3 separate regions of the Mus musculus genome follow, and regions 1 and 3 are each linked to region 2. The links are chromatin contacts, called in public Hi-C and promoter capture Hi-C maps. All regions are on one chromosome and are shown on one strand. The core of a region is the stretch at or near the end of the contact, and the rest is flanking DNA. Distances in the headings are between cores, read along the strand shown. Region 1 holds the start of Ppp1r14bl (protein phosphatase 1, regulatory inhibitor subunit 14B like). Region 2 holds the start of Rims1 (regulating synaptic membrane exocytosis 1). Region 3 has its middle 4.6 kb from the start of Gm30442.

Region 1 (4,258 bases), core at 898-3,397, 300 kb after region 2:
CCAATAATCACCTCAAATTACAAACATTTAGAGAGCTCTCTGTCAGCTGAGATGCTCAGATGTCTCCTGAGTGCCTTTTAGGCCCCACTTAATGACAAAGCAAACATCTCTATATATTCCTTTGCTCCAACAAAAAGTGTATAGGGGATGAGACCAGAATGGGGATTGGAAGTTGATAGTGAATATCTTGAAGGGTATGGTAGTTCTGGATGGAGTTTTTCTTTACCTTTTGGTGTCTAGAGAAAAATAAAAGAGAGGCTCTATTTCTCTGCTTCCAAAGTCAAGGCTCCAGATCTGAACACCAATGAATGTAATTATCTATTAGAACAATACCAAGTATTTAATATCATGGATCTTGTTTAACATGTTTCGGCTTATTAATTTTATTTTTAAACAACTGTAAATGTACATTTTTATTACTATCTTCCTTGTCCCCATTCAGTGAAGAAAATGAGCCAAAAGTAACATATTTGTAAGAAAGAGGCAGGGGGGAAACAGAGAAGAAATGGAATCGTAGCTAGCTCTTGGTGTGCTGGAGGTAACTTCTCACTGTATGAGTTGCTTTTATTGTTGCCATTTAACAGGAGCAAAACAGAGGCTTGAAACGGTTATGTGACTTGTCTGGACTTGCTGAGCTAGTGATGAGAACGGAATTCAAACCCAAAGATTTAGGATACCAATTCCCGTGTCTCCATAGCAAGAGGGAAAACAGCTTCAATGTCTTTAAAAGCTCCAGGCTGTGCTGAAACGTTGGTACATTACTAACTCCAGCAAGCCTGGGACGATATCCTGGCTTGAGCACAGGTCCTTGCTGTGGATTGGGAAATGATGGGCCAAGCCTCAAAGCCAGCTGGAGATTACTAGCCAGGCACTGAACTAGGCGAGGCTGCCTGGTGGAAGTTAGGCCTAGCAGGAAGTGCCTTGGAAAAGCTCCGGGTCCTGGAAGGGTCGATTTCTTGGTTCTCCATCCTCTGAGGTGGGAAGGGGTATGACTTGAACTCCCCCTTCAGAGAAAAGAAGGGGTGACAGCAGCCCCAAGTCCTTCGTTCTACGTCCTCCCTCTTCTGCGTGTGTACTTTCTCCCCTGGTCGCATGTCACTAGGCTTTGCTCCCTGAAGACAAGAGTATAACTGTCCTTCAGCATTTTCTACCATCGCGCCATAGACTCATTTTACAAATCTACTCAATTGATAGATCAACCAAACAAATGAAATTAGCATTTTTACGGGTATGATTCGCTTGTTGACAGTCATACTTTTAAAATGTATTACTCCTTAATCCCTAGAGAAATTGGAGGAGGCTTCACTTAGAAAAAGGACCGCACATTGCTGATGATGTCCAACTCAGCAGTTTCAGGTGATGTGACTCACAGAGATCAGGGGAAAAGTATGTTAATTACCAAAGTTACAATTCTCTACTTACGGTCCTAGTATAGTTCTTCGTTTTTAAAGTCCCATCAGTTTAATAACAATTATTTTTAAAAGTAAAATTAAAAAGCCAAAATGGAAAACTGAGGGCGGGGAAGTGGCCCCTAGGCAGGGACAAGAGGATCCCTGCTCATGGCACCAGGCTTGGCTGCAGGGTCTCCCAGTATCGCTATTGCTAGGAGACTGGGGGACAGCGATTGTCCTGCGGGAGCCACGGTCATCCGAGTCAGTACCTTTTTAGTTCTTCAGGGGTATGGTCAGCTTCTGCATGCCCCGGATCCTGTCTAGCAGGTCATTGATGAAGGCCTCAGTGGGTTTGTAACAGTCAACTAACAGCTCCTTGACTCTAGCAGCCCGGGTATCGTCGCTTTCCATGTCTAAGAGTTCGTCCACATCGATCTCGAGCTCTGGGATTTCCTCTTCCTTGCAGTCGTAGAGACCAGTGAGCTGTTCTAAGATCCAGTCGTCCAGGTTGAGGCGCTTCCGTAGCTCCTTGCGGTCGTACTTGACGATGATCTTATCTGGCCTATGTGGCCGTCTCACCTGGTCATCTTTATCCGGGTTGTTCCCGGGGCCAGGGGTTTCGCCTGGGGTCCCAGGGGGACTCTCGAAGTAGACTCGGGGCCCTGTGTTGGCACTGCCTGGCTCGGGGCCTGGATCAGTCAAAGCTGGCCCCCCCGAGGGGCCGCTGTCCGCCATGGCGGCCGCTGGGGCCACGTATGAGCCTGCGCAGCTGCCTCCTGGACCCCACCCCCACTCCTCCTCCCCGGCTGACCACTGGCTCAGGTTGGCTCGTGGCTTCAAGCTCTGGCCCTGGGGAGCAGCTGCCCTAGTGTGGTTCATGATGTTCCCTACTAGGGGGATTGCCAAATGAATACCATAAACGAAGTATAAATGCTATACTGCGTGCAGTTGTTCTTGTTCAACATTATCATCATCATCAACAGTAAGTTATACAAGCTGATAGCAAAAACAGGATGCCATGAGTGTATTCAAAGATCCAGCAAAGACTTTTAAGAATTTAAAAGCATCAAAAACTAAAGGTCAATTTGAAAAAGAGTTTGAGGAGGTAGATAGGTAGGCCCTGGACATCCTATAACTTTCTCAAAAAGTTATGAATGTTAGAGAGTATTAACAGTAGACAAAGAATTGCTGCAGGTTTGAAATAGAAAACTATCAAGAACCCCAATCAGCCTGGATACCTGTGATGGCAAGTCTTGGATTCTGATCAAAAACAGAGAGCACTTCCGTGTTGCTCCTGCATCTGACGCTGCCCACCATGTGGAGTAGGTGGATCAGGTTGCACCCTCAGCCACGGCAGAATTGCTGGGCTGCTGAGTGCTAACATAAAATGGACGTGATTGTACTAGGAACTCTAGGAGGTCCAACACTCTTCTGTCATTCCTATACCTCCCCGAAGCTCATCTCTCACAGTAGTTCTCAGATAGTTTCTGTGTCACACAGTTCTGGTACCCCACAGGCCTGGCCACCATCTCTTCTTTTCTCACGGGCTCATAAAAACCAAGTTCCCTACCTCCTGGAAATCCAGCTTTCCAGATGGCAAAATCCCACACAGAAGGGCTGCAAACAGAACAAGTAACTGTATTATTTAGCAGAATCTCCAGGCCCCATTGTGCTTTTAGAAGCTCCTTACCCAGAAATGTCCTTAGAGCTTTTTCAATACATGTTTGGGCCAGAAATAAAAGAAAACATATTTTGCTGTGTGATTGGGAAGGTCAGCGACCTTGGTCCTATTTCCTTAGACCTGCCTTCCCCTCTCTACTCTCTCAATGTGGACATTAGGAGAATAAATTCTACTTTCCTTGCACAAGGCCTGAAACTCTTTCAGACTCTTGAACATCTTCTCGTGTGATGGACCCCCAACCTGGTCCTCTACTGTGCAGAGACTGATTGGCTGATTAGAATTTCCATGCTGTAACTCTGCAGGTACAAAGGCTAGATACTTTATCTTGGGCTATCTCTAGCCTTCTGGAACAGCTAGTTGTTGCCTACCTCTGTGTTGGAATTAACATCGTGTGACTCATAGATAAAACCATTTAGAACTTTATTAACTTTTTATGCTACTGGCATCCACCAATCTAAAAGCTAAAGATGTCATAAGATAACATCTTAGGCCTATAGGAAATCTTTCTCAACATCCAAACTGAAGAGACAGTCATTGTACAGCCTGGTTACTTCAGTTATCAATAATGGACTGTACACTTGAAAGTCACTGAGAGGACCTACACATGTTCTCAACGTGAGTAAGCATGGAAGTGAGTGCCTGTCAGCTCGCTTGACATTTTATGATGCATATATATTTTTAAAAAATGTTGTGGGTCTGCAACCCTATAGGTGGAACAACAATATGAACTAACCAGTACCTCCCGGAGCTTGTGTCTCTAGCTGCATATGTATCAGAAGATGGCATAGTTAGCCATCAGTGGAAAGAGAGGCCCATTGTTCATGCAAACTTTATATGCCCCAGTACAGGGGAACGCCAGGGCCAAGAAGTGGGAGTGGGGGTAGGGGATTGGGGGGAGGGCTTGGGGGACTTTTGGGGTAGCATTGGAAATGTAAATGAAGAAAATACCTAATTAAAATAAAAAGACAAGATATTTATATTAAAAAAAATGTTGTATCCAATAGCATTGGAAATGTAATTGAGGAAAATACGTAATTAAAAAAAAAAGAGTAATCAGTAAAAAAAAAAAAGAAAAAAATGTTGTATCCAATAAAGATGTGTAATTTTGTATGTCAAGCATGCAGGTGAAGCATATATGAGGCTCTGTGATTGAAATGATTTGAAATACATGGATAGTTAGAATGCT
Region 2 (4,019 bases), core at 471-2,970:
CAAGACATTGGTACCAGTCAGGGAGTCTACATTCCACCACCCCAGAGAGGAAAACTTTACTAAAGGGAAGACAGAGTTGAAATCCCCTTCTACTTCACGCCACCGGAGAGGCTAAGAAGCCAAGGCCAGCATGTATGGCAGTCCTTGCAAGCAGTTCTGAAGCAAAGGGTAGTACAGTCTCACAGACTCCTGCACTACCAATAGTCAACCCCATCCCCTCCTCATGCCCAGGAAAATGGGGGCACCAGGCACGGGTCCCCTAAAGGGCTGATGGGTTCTGTAAACAGGGCATGTGTAGATATTTAATCCCCGACTGCTTCCTTTGGGAAATGGGAAGGCCCCAGAGGTCTCTTAGAAGCCAGTAATGAGAAACCCTTATTTTATTTCAGGCCAGAGTTACCAATCAGCTGCTGTCATTACCAAAAAAACTTTGTACTGCCAGTGGCCTTGCATGCGGATAAGAAAATGTGTCTTCATACAGTTATTCTGTGTAGAAGCCTCAGAATCAAAGGTTAAAGGGAAGCTGGGAATGCAGGTTACCAAAGATGGCAACTGCCCAAAAAAGACCCAACCTTTGCATTGTAAAATGAATGAGCACCAAAACAAACACTAAAAATAAGCCTTTTTATTATATAAATACCAGCAAGCACCCTTCACTGTTGTAACTCAGATGTGCTCAACAACTCCAAGGAGGAGCTGCCCTCACCATCTCTACCTCCACCCTTTTCTCCACTCATGCCCTGGTCCCTAATCTGCCCTCAGCCCAGAGCTCCTACCATTGGGTGGGATCAGCTTCACTTGGCGCTGCATATCTCACCCCACGGTGGTCCCCCTGTCCACTCAGTCCTCCTGGGCACTCCTGGCTCAAGCCATCTTCCTGGGGTCCTAGGTTTTTGGCTTTGTGGGGTCCTCTCCTTTCTCCGGACTCCCAGACTTCTACCCTGCTCAATCCCGAGGAGGGGCCCCTAGCCCCAAGGTGGGCACCTCTGCCCTCACCCCTGCTCCCTCGTCAGCCCCTCCCCCACACTCAACCCAGAGGACCTGGTGAGTGAGTAGTGAATGGATGGATGGAGGCACCACCGAGGGATGGATGGCGTGCCCTGGGGGGTTGGGGGGTGCTTACTTGAGCATGGCCTCTTCTTTTTCCTCCTCTTCCTTCTGCCGGTCCATCACTGCCATGATAATGTTCCTCTCCTCCTCGGTCAGGTGGCTCAGGTCGGGCAGTTCTTGCATAGGGGGAGGCACCGTGGGTGGGCGAGGACCTCGGGGCCCCACGGCCGAGGACATTTTTCGTGGCCTGCCCGCCCCCTCGGCTCGCTGGCTCTGGCTCTCACCTTTCGGATTCACGCCCCGCAGCTGCGCCCCTGCTTTCCACGCTCACAGCGAAGCCCTCCCGGCGGCGGCAGCGGCGGCGGCAGCGGCAGCAGCAGCGGAGCCGGGGACAGCGAGGACCCAGTCTCTCATGATGCTCTGCCTCCCGCCGAGCCCGGATGCTGCCTTTGTTTGGGTCGCCCTGGCGAGGCTCGGGGCCGCCTGGCCGCCTCCCGCAGCCCAGCCTCGGCCGGCGGGGGCGGGCAGGCGGAGGCTCGGCGAGAGGGCGAGGGCTGGCGCTGAGCTCCGGAGCACGGCGGCCGGGCGCGGGCTGGGCTGGCGGGCCGGGGGCGGGGCCGGGCCGGGGCCGCCCGACGCTGCTTGCTCGCGGGCTCCGCTGCCTCCAGTTTGGGGCTGCGGGAGGGAGAGGGAGAGTTTGGGTGTCAGTTAGGCGGAGTCTCGGAGCTTCGCTCCCGGGTGATGCTGCTGCTCTCGCAGACATAAGCTGCCAGCCACTCAGTCCCGGAGCCGCTCCGCCCACGGGCACCACCCACCCACTCCCCGGGTCCGAGCCACGCGTGCCCTGGCCATTCCCCCCGCCCCACGCTCGCCGACGTGCATACTCCACTGATCTCTCCCAAGGTACCCCTCACCCTGAGTCATCCTCCCTCTCCCAGGTCCTGGTCCATGTCATCCTCCCCAGCCCTATTTTCCCATGGGTTGCTTTAATCATCTTCATCCTCGCCACAGTCTTCATCATTGATGCTTTTAGAGCACCCACAGGGTTTAGAACAGCAGGATGGTACACCCTCTAGGTCTATTTTCCCCTTCCTGCCACCATGTCTTTCTGCTTTACTCGGCAAGTGTGCACAGCCACAGTTGTGTGTGGGTTCCTAGATAATTTTGGTGCACACACACACAACATACACACATCCAGCAACCCGAATTAGCATTGTACCCTTCAATGCAATCTTTTTCTTGATGGGTTCTCGCTAGAATTGTTCTGCTATGTATCCTCATTTTCCCCTCAAGATGCCCCACCACACAGTAACTCTTTAATTTGCCATTTGGGGCACTGGGTAGCCCCATCAGACTGCATAACTGCACTTCACTGGTGCTTGGAAATGGATTATCTACTCTAATTCCTCCAGTGATGTTCGCTATCATCATGCACTCACTTCTCAGCCTCCGTGGGTACTTCTCCAACAACACCACGATAGCACGATAAGGAAAACACCCACCCATATCCTATTGGATTTAAAAGCGTCTGCTCAGTGCCTGGTACGATGATAGGCATTAAAGGGTGAGCTTCTCTCAGTGATAAAGGGGGGAAAATTAATAGACAATTCTTTCAAAATACGTAATATTATCGCCTTTGAAACCTGGAGACTGAATTTTGGTAATGCAATTATAAAAGGATCAATAGAGAGACTGGCTCAAATTGAGCCATTTCCCAGTAAGGATCTCATAGCAATGATGCGAGATAGGATGGGTTTTCTCTCCAGGGAATTCTTTCTGTAGTTCCAGAAGCAAGATAGTACCTATTTTCCCCCTTCAGCCTTAACTTTGTTAACATGGGGGGGGCAAGGATGGGGGGGTTATACGATGCTAAAAGCTTCACATTTAAAGACCTTACAGTTCAATTGATTTTGCCAGTAAATGCAGTTTTTATGTGGAGATATATATGTGAAACTTCTTAGTAATTAAATGCTCACTACCTACAGTAGTAACTTGGTCCTTAAGACTCAATCTCTCCACTAAGCAGAATTTTTTTGAATTATTTGAAACAGTTGCCATGTCTGCTTCAGGCATCTCCAGAGTAAACCTAGCCACTTATCATCTAGTAACGTTCAATATCTGGCCATTCCTGTTGTCTCACTTTGGACACAGCTAGTCCCCCTACTTCCCCTCCACACCCATCTCTTTCTCTCCCTTATAAAATAACTATCAAGAGGGTTATAACCAAGAACAATCTTCAGTATGTGAGTATTTATTATGGCTTTGTAATCATCATGTTTATACCATACAACACTGTACATTTTTATAGTTGTGTCACTTAAGAGATTGTCACTGAAATAACTGTGCAGTCCTCTAAATTTCCACTGATTTTTTTCCCATAGGTACTGATATCTAGCCAGATTTTCTCTTTTCTCTAATTAAAGCAGTTGATAGAACACTCTGATCAGCATCTTTTCATCATTAAAAAAATTATACTTTCTTCTCTTCACAGATCACATATTTAAGAAGATGAAAGAGGGGGGAGGGAAAGAGGAAGGAAGGAAGGAAGGAAGGAAGGGAGGGAGGGAGGGAGGGAGGGAGGGAGGGAGGGAGGGAGGGAGGGAGGAAGGAAGGAAGGAAGGAAGGAAGGAAGGAAGGAAGGAAGGAAGGAAGGAACCTGAGTTGGAATTCTGGCTCTATTCAAGACGATCTTGACCCTGGCTAAATAACATCCCTTGCATCTGTGTGAAATAGAGCAGAGGCTCTTACCTCAGATGGATGGTGAGTATTAAATAAGACGCACATTAAGTCGTCATCTGGGGGAAAAACACTTTGTATGCTTTTTTTAATTTCAAGCTCTCCCCCCAAGTAAAATGTTTATCTCTGTTATTAGGACACTGAAGGAAGCTGTAATATTGACAGCTCAGTCATTCTGCCAGATGCCCATTTTTGTGGAGTCAAACTGGACATTTGAAAAGACCAGGGACAAA
Region 3 (4,033 bases), core at 1,000-3,499, 310 kb after region 2:
CATGTGGTTGCTGAGAATTGAACTCATGAACTCTGGAGGAGCAGCCAGTCTCTTAACTGTTGAGCCATCTCTCCAGCTCCAGCATTTTTTTATTTGAAGATTTCATACATGAATACAATACATCTTGATGGCACTCCCATCCCCCTCCCCACCCCACTCCCCCGGCACACACACAGAAAAGAGGGTAGACAAACACACCAGATGCCCTTTACAAGTTCTGAGCTTTCCAGTGTGACATTCCTTTCTTACACTTCCTGTGCAGCCCTTCTGCATTCTTACAGCATTCCCATGTGGGAAGTGCTTGGCACAGGAAACTGACTTGAAATACTTCGTGATTAAAATAGAAGACTCATTTCCTGGTCCACCCAGAAGTTTTGTATTCTGATAATATGAGTTTCTGTATTTGTACACACAAATGTATATGTAAATATATGCATTTACGTATTTATGGATACATACATATTAGATAACAGGCTATCTTGCCAGCTTATAAGAATAGCTAGATTGAAAAAAAAAATCTGCCATTTTTCTTTAAATCCAGTCTGGTTTACATAGTGAAGTCCAGGCAAGGCAGCTCTGCATAATGAGGCCCTATCTCAAAGCAAAACAAGAACAAAATAACCTTTTATTTCCCACTCAATGCACCATTCACAATTTCCCAAGATAGTAAGTTTACTCTTGTTAGCTAGAATGACTAGTAATCTTCGTTTCACTCTCAGAAGACCCCTGTTTGCAAAGTAAATTATTCTGTCATCCAAAAAGTGATGCACATAATCTGAAGAAGTGTCTTTGGAAAGGTTGAATATTATCTGAGGTTTCTGTATGGCTTTTAACATGTGGAGATTAATTCTTAATTGCCACTTCAGCAAATTTGCCACAGAGCAGCACTTCCTCTGTGCAGGTTGCCACCCAAACAGCAAAACTGCTTTGTGTTGGTTTTGGTTTTTGTTTGTTTTTGAGACTTTCTACTTTCTAGAACTCAACACCAATGACAAAGCACAAATCACTTTCTCATTGCTTATCTGGGGTATTTAAGTAAATTTTTCTTTGCATATGTTTTCATTGGCATCCCTAATATGGGGCTAAATGAATGAATGATCTATCTTTGAATAAAATAAGTGGTTAACCCCCAATATAATACTAAAGGATTCAGGGTGTTTGCAGGGTTACTAGCTCCATGGTTCATTTATTCTAAAGTTGTGCAGCGACAACCTACCTTGCAGCTTGAACAGGTTTGCTACTGAGCTCCTTCTACAAGTGCAACTGAAACACAACATTAAATCATTTACAGTAGGTTAGTGGCAAAGAGGGAAACCAAACCACAAGTTGTTGCTATTGAAACTCCCGCTCAGCACTCTGCCTTGGTGTGACAACATGTTGGTATTCTTTGTGTGTCCTGTGTACATTTCCAAGTTGCTGTATTTCATGCAATATATGACGCACCTTTGCACCATTACGGTGCCTTCAGTCTAAAAACACATTAGTAACACTGCATTTATTGAAAATCAAGTTTTCAATATGTTCAAGTCTTATTTATATGTAAATGAAAGTTCAAAATAAAACTGAAAGAGATAAAGCTAAAAGGAATGGAAGAACACGACAGCTGAAGAGCCTGATAAAAGGAAACGAGGATTATCAGTGCTGTTGCTAAGCACACAGGTGGAGCCATCCCAGGATACTTGTGCACTAGGGTAGGGATGGAGTCTCAGGACCACTGGGGAGAGAGAGGTACGCGTGCTTCTCTGTAAGAAGGCAAACAACCTGTGCAAATCTCCCTGAATACTTTAACTCATCTCCAGATTACTGTTAATATCAATTTTAATGTAAGTGCTATACAAAACACTGCCATGCTGACTGGTTTATAAGTAAAGTGTTCTACAGTATGAATTTTTAAAAATTTTTTTTTCATTTGAGATTGGGTGAATCTGCAGATGCTAAGGATATAGAAACCTACAAGTATATAAAAGGACTGATGGATATAATCATGGTAGATAGATAGATAGATAGATAGATAGATAGATAGATAGATGAATAATAGAAGTTTCTATGAGAGGAAAACTGGTCAATATCTACAGATTGTTTCAGAGGGCAGAGAAGCAGGTGTCACTGGTTCATTAAAAAAAAAGTAGAAAACAGCATGTTGAGATTACACCTTATGTAACACGAGAGAACCAAACACTTAGTGAACTAGCCCAAATCCTCATGTCTCACAGAAGCCAGACTGTGCAGCAGCTTACAAAAGGAGCCAGAAATAGAGATCTGGTGAGCTAATGTTCACTGAAATACTACACTCAGTCCATACGATGCAGTGCAGGAGAGAGGAAGAAAATGGGGGTAAGGACCGAGAGGGAGAGACGAGGGGCAGAGGGAGGTCCTTTGTATTCCTGCAGTCCACTCAGTGCCCAGGGTCTGTCCTGACACCTGGAATGAAGCTCAGGCATCTGAAGCATGAATTATTGTACAAAACCTGCACTTGCCTCCTTCAGCATATTTAAAAATGTTAATAGCTAATCTACATATTGCCTTTCACTGTCAAATTTATATAATTACATAATTCGATTTTGGTATAGCATAGAACCATTGGCCTAACCAGCTGGAAATACAGCCCTTCAAGATGATATACAATACTGGCTGTTATACGTTATGTTATGTCTCATATATTGCCTTGCCCTATGAGCAGTATTGTATTATTATAAACATTCTTAGCTTCTATTATAATATGGGCATAAGTGCCATATTAACATTTTACTCCAGTTGTTGCTCTGATGGGTGAGCGGGGAGTGAGTGTGTGGGTGGAAGAGCACTCTCATAGAGACAAAGGGGAGGGGGAATAGGATGGGGGGATTGTGGAGGGAGACCAGGAAGGGAGACAACTTTTGAAATGTAAATAAATAAAATAACCAACAAAAAAAGATATATCAGAAGGAAATGGAGCATTGCTCAGAATAGAATGAATTGTTCACCACAAGAAAAGAGTCCATTTATTTACTAGTTATATAGTTTTCTAATGTCATGTAGAAATTGCTCTATCCATGGCCAGTGTGACTGCTAGCCACTTTCATTTAGTTTTCATGTTCTTTTCTTTAGTGGTTGCTTAGTTGAGTACAGTGATGCCTCTGAGTACCGGCGGAGCTCCTTCTGTGCACAGGATTCTCCCATGCGGGATTCTCCCCAGCACCTTTTACTCTATGGACATGTGGCCCAAGCTTCACAACTCAGGGCTATCCCTGAACACTGCCCTCACCCATGACTTGGCTGCTTTCTCCCAGAACTGACACAGTGCAGATGTGTGCCTCTGACCAGGAATCCCTCTCCAGGGTCTGTCAAGATGCAGACATGTGAACCTCCAGGTTCACTCTCTTACATTTAACAGTGTGTCCCATCCCCCATGTCCAGTATCCCAAGAGCCACAGTTTCATTTGTTGTGCTTTTTGTTACTCAAGTGAGAAAAATAAAATTTGTCTCTTATAATTTGCTTTTGACTGAAAATGTCAGTTTCCTTTGCCTTTTTTTAAATGTTGGAAACATATTTACATTGGACAGGTAGGAGTAAGGAGTAAAAAGGCTACAAAGCAGACATACTATAATACGGTGGTGCTTTGGAAAGTCCTAGGGCAGTACAAAGACTGAGAATTAGGAATTAGGAGGGAACTGGGAATCCAGGAGACGAGATCGTATTATGAAAGTGTCTGAGTAAACACAGACAGAAGTTGTTCCTTTGGCAGGGCCAACACCACACCACTAGCAGCCCCGAGTGGCCACAGTACATGTTACATAAGCTGGCCTGCCTTAAAATGCATAAGCCAACCTTTATTTAGAATTAATTTTTGATCCTTTGACCTTTCATGAGCTCTTAGCTTCAAAATGTCAAAATGCTTCAAAAGTTTCATTGAAATGATGTCATTCTTCCTTGAGACATTCTGTACTGTGCCTTTTCTCAGAGATATATATTTGAGCTCTTAGAAACTTTCTTATATGTTTTTTAAGAGTATTAATTGAGGAGAATTAACAGTGGTTAAATTTACAGTTATAG

Evidence for each region. Promoter capture Hi-C pulls out the DNA fragments that hold promoters and counts their contacts. Hi-C and Micro-C count contacts between places; a contact is called where the count stands out from the background.
Region 1: a promoter capture Hi-C map of hippocampal neurons shows a contact between it and region 2, with 7 times the contacts expected there. The contact joins the promoter of Ppp1r14bl here to the promoter of Rims1 in region 2. A contact is called at or near these places in 4 of 39 promoter capture datasets (hippocampal neurons, liver and stem cell-derived epiblast-like cells), 2 of 484 Hi-C or Micro-C datasets (cerebral cortex and embryonic stem cells), 2 of 115 datasets of contacts at active chromatin or transcription factors (forebrain and neural progenitor cells) and 1 of 9 other capture datasets (adipose tissue).
Region 3: a Hi-C map of cerebral cortex shows a contact between it and region 2, with 2.1 times the contacts expected there. The contact joins the enhancer-like site here to the promoter of Rims1 in region 2. A contact is called at or near these places in 1 of 39 promoter capture datasets (liver), 3 of 484 Hi-C or Micro-C datasets (cerebral cortex, cortical neurons and embryonic stem cells), 1 of 115 datasets of contacts at active chromatin or transcription factors (forebrain) and 1 of 9 other capture datasets (adipose tissue).

What each region holds. Positions count from the first base shown.
Region 1 is chr1:23,100,106-23,104,363 of GRCm38.p6, forward strand. It overlaps Ppp1r14bl (protein phosphatase 1, regulatory inhibitor subunit 14B like), which reads right to left and starts at 2,148. Exons shown (of 1, transcript NM_025746.2): 1 at 368-2,148. The coding sequence starts at 2,126. The coding sequence ends at 1,665.
Region 2 is chr1:22,804,438-22,808,456 of GRCm38.p6, forward strand. Rims1 (regulating synaptic membrane exocytosis 1) reads right to left here and starts at 1,721. Exons shown (of 35, transcript NM_183018.4): 1 at 1,124-1,721. The coding sequence starts at 1,287.
Region 3 is chr1:23,117,367-23,121,399 of GRCm38.p6, forward strand. No RefSeq gene overlaps it. Among named protein-coding and RNA genes, the nearest start is that of Gm30442, 4.6 kb to the right of the region's middle. Within about 2 kb of position 2,250, at least 19 of the 459 cell types and tissues checked have an H3K27ac peak or open chromatin away from gene starts, as enhancers often do. A contact at or near this core is called in adipose tissue, cerebral cortex and cortical neurons, where this site is marked.